Regions from separate parts of the Zea mays genome. Here region 2 is linked to region 1. A link is a contact called in public Hi-C data. All regions are on one chromosome and are shown on one strand. Each heading gives the region's core, a stretch centred on a gene start, on an enhancer-like site or on the middle of the called end of the contact. The rest is flanking DNA. Distances are from core to core; before and after follow the strand shown. Region 1 has its middle 89 kb from the start of LOC542688. Region 2 has its middle 73 kb from the start of LOC542688.

Region 1 (4,879 bases), core at 1,197-3,696:
GATCGGTGCACATCTCCGTCTGCACCTCAACAAATCTGTTTGAGGCCCCCGCCACCCTAGATGTCTTCGCTAAACCCTTCTTTTTAGCCTCAACCCTTATTTTTTTTCTCACCGCCATAGCCACGACCTTACCCTTAGAGCACCCCTCATCCACACCACCACGTTTTGCCATACCATTTCTCTTGCGATCATCATCCCCAGCATCAGTAGAGTCCTCCTGCGGATATGGGCCGTAGTGAAGACCATTCAGCTCGAACACACGATTCAGCCTAACATTCGAACCTCGTATGTCCCAACTCCTCGGCATATCTGATGTAGCTGAGGTGCCCGATCTTTCGGCGAGTAGAGATAATTCCGATTTGGCGGAAGATGACCCTTGCGATCCGACTACGACGAGCAAGCCCGAGGCGCCAATGCAATCGCTGAACCAACTCCCTGTGGTTACCGACCTTGCTGATGCGAGATCGGCCTGATCACGAAGATCGTTTCCTGTGCGCAATCGAAGAACGAACAAGAAAAAGATGCGAGCAATCTAATCTATTACTCGAGGGTGGAGTTCTGAATACACGAAGACAGCGCAGATTTGCGCGTGTTCGAGAGTAGCTAAGGCTAACGTAAAACAAAACTCAAGAAATAAAGGAGGCGCAGCTCCTGGATAAATAGAGAGGGGGCGCAGCCCCTAGGGGCGGCCAACCCTAGGTCGTCCATTATGGGCCGCAGTTGGGCTGGTCGTCTATTCTTTCGGGCCTTCGTTCTTTAACAGCATAATGTAGTTCAATTCTCTTGCACGGGCCCGAGTCACTGGCCCAGGTGGAAGGGGTGGCGCCTGGACTGGGGAAGATGGTGCCTGGGCTGGAGAAGGTGCTGCTGGTGTAGATGTGCTCGTGTTGGTGTTGATGTCCTCATCAATATCTATCTTGGTCGAATATTTTCCAACAATTTTCACTGGTTTTGCCTCCATCTCCTTGTCAAAAGATGCAGCATCTTGACCTCACAGCTCAATGATGAAGGCAGAACTCAACACCATTCGATCCTTCAAAAAGGCATCAGGTGTAGCTTCATCTCACCCACCTCCTAGCCGTGCACAAGCGACCACACTCCGTAGGCAATAAACTCCTCCACCAAGTCACGTCCGGTGCTTGCTTTGGAGGCGCGGTGAAGGGCATCTTTGTTCGCATCTTCTTTTTTCAATTTAAATTGTGGGAAGGCCATGTAGAAATGTGAGCACATGATGGACAAAGGTAGCCCTGGAACACCCTCGGTGTCCTTCAATGTCACATAAAACAAAAAATCCCACCAATTCCCCCACTTGTTCTTCGCACATGGAACGAGTTCCACAACCTCACCCAAACCAAACTGCACAATCTTGCCACTAGCAACCTTCTTCTGTTAGTGGAGGCAGTAGTTCTTAACGAAGACTTAAATCGAAGGCTCTCCGCCATATGTAGCCGCTACCCACATAAACTTCGCCAATGCCACCATGGCATTGGGTGTAAGCTGGTGAAGTTGGACCTCGAAATGCAGGCAGTCGAAGACCAGTAGTGAAAACTCTTCAAAAACCACCAACTCCCCCTCCGGCTCTGGGACCTCCTTGGCCCCCGGAGCACGCCCCACACCGTCTCTGAAATACCCTAAGCGCTGCATTTCATGCACGTGGCCCGAGTAGATCCTCAACGTGCCAAATTCCATCATGTGCCCTGGCAACAAATCCATAACCGTCACTGAATCGCTAACCATCTTCTCCGAGGACGGCGCGCTCGACGACGCAGTCACGACAGACAACGACGAGGAAGAAGACGACATTACATACCATCTACGACGGCGAGCATTCTCCTTCACACGGGCCAGTTCATCGGCGGTGAGCAACCTTCTCGGTGTGAGCGGCACGTTGTAATACCCAAGTTGTAAACGATAAGAAGTGGAATTTTTTCCTTATATATATGAGTTGCCTCTACATATGAACACATGTGAACACCACATTTAAAAGTAAATAATTAATAAATGACATACTAAATTGTGCATCATGCTGGCTTTATTTGTATGCGCATTTAATAATAATAGTAGTCACATTAATAGAAATAAATTTATATCCAAATTTGAGAGTTAATGATTAACTTGAATATTTGAAAATGAGAAATAATCAAGAAAAGAGGGGAGGAAAGAAAACATTTTATACATAAAATAAATATATAAATAAATACATAATCTTCTTGCACTAGGAGTTGAATTTGTACATTTGGCTCAATGGTGAAACTCATAGCAAAATTCAAATTCAATTTTGAAATTAAAAGAAAATAAAACAGAAAAAAGAAAAAGAGAAAAACCTACCTGGGCCACGGATCCCATTTTCGGCCCACTAACTCTTTCCCCCACGCAGCCCAACCCCACTCATGCACACGTGCCGACATCTGGGGTCCATCTGTCAGTCGCTACAGGCGTATTCTACACGCACGATCTCGCCTCCACGTGGGACCCACTCCATCAGCTCTCTTCTCCCAACTACCGCCGACTATGGCACGGTCAACTGCGGAGCTCGGGCTTCCCTCCCTTCTGTCCCGTAACCAACCCACCTAGGCTATAAGTGCGCGCGGTGTCCGGTCAGCCACTTCCCCCTTTTTCGGCAGAGACCTACCACTACCATGCCGCCGTGCGGGAGAGAGAGATTCGGTGTGGGCTCGCCATTGCCGCCAACCCCACCGTCGACAAAACCACGCATCCACTGTCGTTGTGCCATCCATATAGCTCTGAGCGCTTCGTCTCAGCTTGCCGTAGGAGTCCGCAAACTCAACATGAGGGATTATAGGCTAGGGGATCGCGAATTCTTTGTCGGAGAAGTTGCTCCGCCGTGGCCGCATCCGCCGTCGAGGCCGAGTCTATTCACGCTACTAATCTTGGTGAGATATTCCTTCCCAGTCTCTCTTTCAACTCTGCTTCGAATTGTCGTGACCAGAGGAAGGTTTCGTGCGGGGATTGGGAGGTATTGGTCTGGCTGACCATGGCACCACCGCGGGAGGGGGCTGAACTTCGGTGACCAAAGCTGGGTGGACGCGACCAGACATTGTGGGCCATCGATCTTCCTAAGGACGATCCAGATTAGACGGTAGAATAATGTTTCACCGTGACCAATGAGAACCGTCGATCTGGCGATGACTGGTTTAGATTAATAGTAGGCAACGCATTTCGCGCAGATAGATTTGGTGCGTCCAATCCCTATAGTGCGGTTGTAGTTTTGTAACGGTTCACGAGTATGTAAATCTAATCTGAGCCCTTGATTCCCGATCAGGCGGTCGCGGTCTGTGGATACCCTTTCGACCGGGCGTTTTGCTTAAGAGTCCTCGGAGTTTTTGGGAATCAACCCGCACTCCGCAGTATAGTATTATGAGTCTTAGGATTCTTATGAGGAAGCCCATGCACTTCTCTATTTTTGTGCAGCAGTCCAAACAGAGATTAAATCAGGAAATTAATTTCAGAAATGAATTTCTAAGTATAAATAACCCTAGAACTTGTTTAATTCCTAGAAAATTCATATTAAGTCCTAATTGATCCATTCCAGTTCCTATAATTTTGTAATAATATTGTTTATCACATATTGTCTCTGTTTTAACATGAAAGCTATATTAAAATTGACCTCTTAATTAATCTTGAACCAAACACATAAAATCTTCAGAAATTCATAACTCGAAATCCGTAACTCATAATTTAGTGATTCTTTTTCTTATGATCTCGTTTTAATGCGTAGATTATTAATATGTATTTTGTATAAATGTTTGGTGTGATGTTAAATTTTCCCTTGTACTATGTTTGTTTGTATTGTGGCGAGTAGAAGAGCCAGTGGCCGAGTATTCCGGTGTTCAGCAGGTAGAAGTTGCTGAGCAGGAGCTCTTTGAAGGCAAGTTGTGCCCTTGACCACTTTTATTTACCCAATAATGTTCTTTATAATCATTTATTCATGCATAGGCTTAATTTTGATGGGACCCAATAGGTCACCCTAGTCTGGTTATCTTTTCACCTTGTTTACCCCTGATTTTTTGGGTAGTCATTGCTATTTCTATACATGGTTTTAGGTATTGAGATAACTATTACACATGATTATTCTTTATTATTGTTCTATTTATGTTCATTATAAGACAACTATTTTAATTGGAACATGAAGCTTAACTTGAGAAACACGTGCCACCACAAGGGTGGAATGGGACGCCCTTGGCTGACTAACTAGGAAAGATAGTGGAGGACTACCTTACCCGATAGGGGGAAGGGCAGTAGGCGAGTAGGCATGTAGGGAGGTTCCTGGGTTGATTTTGCTGTGATGGCAGTCAGACGGGGGATTCCTGCATTGCTCTTCCTAGAAACTGTAGCGGGTTTTCTGAAGCTAGTGGAACTTTGTAAAGGCCTCGTAGTGGATTCCTAGCCATTCACCTCGATAGTGTCTAAGGGTCTAGCTAACCCTGGCGACATGGGATACACGACTTGTGGGTAGAGGGTACAACCTCTGTAGAGTGTAAAACTGGTATACTAGCCGTGCTCGCGGTCATGAGCAGCTCAGGACTCTTGCATGATTAAATTATGGAATTAAATTCAATTTATCATTTGCATCGCATTGGGATTTATTATTAATTTTGATCTACTATTACTCGGTTTGGTATCTACTTACATTTAGTAACTGCTAATAAAATTTGACCAACTTATTAAAAGCAATGCTCAGCTTTAACCCCTATTTATTGGTCAGCCTTACACTTCAGATGAACTCCCACCTTTGGCGAGTTCATGCACATTATTCCCCACAACTTGTTGAGCTATGATCTTTTGTGAGCTCACCCTTGCGATATATAAACCCCCCCCCCCCCACGGGAGAAGAACAGGTGGTCCAGGAGGAGTCGTA
Region 2 (4,879 bases), core at 1,039-3,538, 160 kb after region 1:
TAAGTAGATACCAACCCAATTAAATAAGAGATCGCAATTAATAATAAAACCCACAATGCAATGCATATGACAAATTAAGTTTAGTTCCATAGATTACTCATGTGAGGGTCCAAGCCGCTCATGACCATGAGCACGGCTGATATACCAGTTTTACACTCTGGAGAGGTTGCACATCTTTACCCACAAGTTGTGTGACCCGTTTGCCAAGGGATCCCGAGTTCTCATTCATCTCTACCGAGGAGACGAGGCAGGGTAGCACTATGAAGCATTTACAAAGTTCTACTAGCTTCAGAAAAACCGCTATGGTTTCTAAGAAGGGAAATATAGGAATTCCTCATCCGAAAAGCCATCGTAGCATCATCGACCCGAGAACCTCCCTATACCGTAGGTCCTCTACTGCCCTTGCCCCTTTTGGGTATGGTAGTCCTCCACTAGCTTTCCTACTTAGTCAGCCAAGGGCGTCCCATACCACCCTAGTGGTAGCACTGTTTTCCCGGGTGGTCGCTTCATGTTCCAATTAACACAATGATCTTGTCATGAACAATAATAAACCAGCAACTATAGTGAAACTTAATCATAGATCAATATTTTATTAATCCCAAAGCCAGGTAGGGCAATAGCAATACTACCCAATAGTTCATTTGTTTGCAAGTTGTAGGATAAACAATACTAGGGAAACCTATTAGGTCCCATCAAATTAACCTGAGCATGTCACAGTGATTAACAGGAACATTATTAGGTAAAGAAGAGTTGTCAAGGGCACAACTTGCCTTAGACTTGAGATTCCAGGTACTTCACCAAATTGGTCTTCGGTTGACTCGTGACCTCACTGCTACTCATAGCAATACATACAGATAGACAAATAGTACATAAACAAAATAGTACACGAAACATGAGAACAAACAATGTATGAATATTCTACGCGCTGCTACGAGGTCGTAGGTTCGAGAACCACTAAAATTGGAGCCACGGTTGAAAGGATATGGTTTTTTTCTGAAGTTTTAGGTGATTAAATATGAAAACCATGCCTCTCTGTTGCTTAATATAAATCATGTGATAAAATATAACTAAGTTTATTCCACTTTTAATCTAGGCCAAATCATATTTTAGCCCAATTATAGATGATCCAATTTAAAATACTATACCAACTTGGATTAAACAAGTTAATCCAATAAGCATAGGTTAAACGAATTAGTTATTTATTTTTGAGCACATGGTGCATTCTAAAATAATGTTACAAAAGCGTAGGTAATATTATTACGAAGCTAATGCAACTTGAATGTACTAAAACGAAGTTTAAATGATAAAGTTATAAATTAAACAAGTTGTGGGGCTATTTTTATACTAAAATAAGGCTCCTGAGGACTCAAATGTAAATTTCAGAGACCCTGAAGAAATACCTACGCGTTATGGTTGGATAGCGGGTTAATTTCAAGAAACCCGAGGGTCTCATCCATAAAGTGACAAAGCCGAAGGGGTATTGGTGTGTCATGGTCGTTGAATCCAAAATCGAGGGCCCGGATTAGATTTATATTTATGTGAACATGTACATGATATGGACCGTTAGATCTCAATCTAATGCTCCAAATTTAAAACATCGTGACCTTCTCTCGACCCTACATCTACCGATCTACGACTGTGATTCAATCACGATAGGGTACATGACGTCCTTTAATCTGGATCGTTCAACGATGAATCAACGGACACACCCGTGTCGACGGAGGAAAGTGGCTGGGTGGCCGATTTCCAAATCCGACGAGAAATCGCAATTCCATCAGGGCCTCCCGCGGACTAGCAACCCTCCCAACGTGAGCTCTAGATAGGGGCGAACCTCCGAGACCCGTCAGCAAAGGCCCGACGTAGGTGTCTGCCCAAGTCCGCGGCACAATGCGGCTCCGCGACAGGGACAGAGCCTAGCGAGCGATTGGTGCAGCGCCGAGCACCAACCTCTCATGCCATCACCCCAATCACAATCTAGAATCCCAGGCGGCCTTTTCTGCCCTTTTTCCAAGACCTCGCTGTCGGTGCCTGACTGATTTCACATGGAGGCAATCCTCTCCCTTTCTTCTCGATTCACTCAGGATGAAGCCCTTGGTGATTTTCTGGAGATGGGCAGAGGCGGTGACCGTATATAAAGCCAGAGATAGAGGTTGCGCGGGGAGCGGTTGACTGCCCCCGGCGAGAATCTCAACCGGATTCTGTTGTCGTCGCGCGCGGAGCTCGTACACGGAGTCATGACGCGAAGGAGATTGGTATGACTGTCGGCCCCACGAGTCAGCGAGAGGGATTTAGCTCTACGCAAAAGGTCCACACACCAGTGGCTGCGCGCGCAGTCAGGCCGCTGAGTGAGAGGGCCCTCGTGTCGGCACCCGTTGTTTGATGCCGGCTGACATCGTGAAGTGGGCCGGCGGGAGAGGTTTTAGACTGGGCTAGATGTGAGGAATTCGGCCCATGAGCAGGTTTGTCTTTTTTTTCTTTTTATATTTTACATTTCCTGGTTTTAGTTTAATTCTAAGAGTTCAAATTCAGATTTAAATTCAAACAAGTTCCAAATGCACAATCGAAACTCCAATATGAATGCATCAATATTTTATTAATCCATTTATTTATTATCCTATTAAAGCAAATGCTTCTAGCTATGCAATTCACGCATAAATAGTTTATTTTGAAGAAATAATATTTCTATTGTATTGTTCCTATAAAGATATGATTTAACTTAATCCCTTTTAAAAGGTTCTTATAAATCAATAAATATATAGTATATGTATATTTAAAAGAAAGATTAACTAAAATCATGCATGCATACTTTTGTGGGTCTTTATTAAAAATTCTTTTTTGCTTTGGGAGATATAGCTTCAAAATATTATTAATAGACTCTTTGATTGTCTTATTCATTGATTTTTTTAAATCCTGAAGTATAATTTCAGGTGTTACACTTGTCAAACTACTAATACATTTGATGTACTGATCTATGACATGTGCCTTTTTGTGTGAGACCAATGTTTTTGTGGATAGGGATGTCGATTATATGTGGTTTGATATATTTTGTGACATGGATTGAAAATATACATGTGATTGTCGGCTATCGTGTCGTTGATATATATGTGCATGTCAGGCATCGTGCTGTTAGTTTTATTTGAAGGTTTTGGAAACCTCACCGTGCAGGGGAGGTGCCTGCGAATTTTTGTGTTGACAGTCTTGTGTTTCTTTTTTTGCAGAGGTCTTCCTAGTTGTTGCGGGTTTGCATGCACCGTGTCTCGTCGTCACCGCACCAACCCGCCATAACCCCGCTAGCCTGACTCCACCGCCACCCTAGGTATAACCTCTATTTTTGTGTCATGATCGTAGATCACGTAACTGAGAGCACCTAGTGGGGGGCGAATAGGTGATCCAACGAAATGACTTAAAACAACATAAACTTGGTTAAAAATAAACTTAGAGTAAACCAAAACCAAGTTTGAGAGAAGAGATGAGAGAAAAAGTCCTCTTCGCTTGATTGCTCTTCCAAGATATGAATTATACTAAGAGAAATATCAGAAGTGAAATAGAGAACTTGGGAAGAAAGAAAATCGCAATAAAGGAAAAGGACAAGAGAGACTGCGATTTTTATCTCGTGATTCGGCCAAGCCTACATCCACATTGGGATGTCCTTCTTTGGACAATGGTAGCATTCAACCCCTATCAAGTGATCACATAGATCAAACTTGAGTGTCACGGTTCTTCCTTCACAAGTATTCCCGTTCACCATTAATCATCACAACTTGGAGTCTCTTGTAGCCATACAAAAGATAGAAGTTACAACTTAGAGTAAGGTAGGGAGAGAAAGTACAGATACAAGAGCAAATCGGAGCAACACACACAGGAGAGAAGATCATGAGTGCACACATTCACCAAGACAAGAGAACAGTTCAAAAATATCACTCGGATCTCACTAAATCACTAGAACGCTTTGTTGTAGAGAGTCGGAGTGTTGGTGCGCTCTTGGAGTACTTGGGTGTAGAATGGAGGCGCCTAGAGGCTCTATTTATAGCCCTAAGAGGCCTAGAGGCCCTTGCCTCATTCCTTAAAAATTGTAGATCTGGGCAGTTGTAAAGCCTAAAATTGGTAGAAAAAATATATAATAAAATAAAAATACCTATGATATTGTTTCTAGAATTTTTTTAAAAACCTTTGGAATTAGTAGGACATTCCTTCTTCATAATCAATTAAAGATATTAAAATAGTCATATGAAAGAGGGGGCATCTCATACTTATGAATTTGTGGTGATGCATTTTATTTGAATAAAGAAATCATAACTTAAATTGACCTCAAATTATAAAGGAAAAGATAAAAACAGAAAATGAGAAAGGAAATTTTATTGAAGTCGTTAGTCCTTTCATAAATAAATAATAGGGAAAAGAATAAATAATAATATTATAAATAGTAGAATCTATATTCACATTTGATTTATATTTGAGAATGGGAATTTGAAATTCAAAACAGAAAGTTGAAACATGTTTGAATTTGGAATAGGAATTTGAAAATTTGCAAGAAATAAAAAAGGAAAAGAGAAAGAAGAAAAACCTCTGTTGGGCTAGTTTTCCTCTCTCCGGCTCAATACCATCTCTACTTCCGCACAGCCCAATTATGGGTTTTGGCACTGACGTGCGGGCCCCACGTCATAGCCCACACCTCCTGTCCACGTCCTGGCCGTGTTGCGCCGACATGTGGGCCGCGATCGTCAGTCACGCGCTTGTCACTTTCATGTGGGCGCCGCCGCACATCTAGCCGCTCTCGTTTGTGGTCCAGTCACTAGCGTGTGGCCCCACCTCGAGGCCGCTCCCGCATTTGCACTAACAGCATGGGCCCGCGGATCTGCGGCTCGCTATCACCGCGCGC

The links. A called contact is a pair of places that touch in the nucleus more often than the background predicts.
Region 2: a contact with region 1 is called in a Hi-C map of leaf, with 2.0 times the contacts expected there. The contact joins two enhancer-like sites. A contact is called at or near these places in 3 of 25 Hi-C or Micro-C datasets (endosperm and leaf).

What each region holds. Positions count from the first base shown.
Region 1 is chr10:56,477,140-56,482,018 of Zm-B73-REFERENCE-NAM-5.0, forward strand. No RefSeq gene overlaps it. Among protein-coding and RNA genes, the nearest start is that of LOC542688, 89 kb to the right of the region's middle. Within about 2 kb of position 2,447, at least 19 of the 20 cell types and tissues checked have an H3K27ac peak or open chromatin away from gene starts, as enhancers often do. A contact at or near this core is called in leaf, where this site is marked.
Region 2 is chr10:56,638,748-56,643,626 of Zm-B73-REFERENCE-NAM-5.0, forward strand. No RefSeq gene overlaps it. Among protein-coding and RNA genes, the nearest start is that of LOC542688, 73 kb to the left of the region's middle. Within about 2 kb of position 2,289, at least 17 of the 20 cell types and tissues checked have an H3K27ac peak or open chromatin away from gene starts, as enhancers often do. A contact at or near this core is called in leaf, where this site is marked.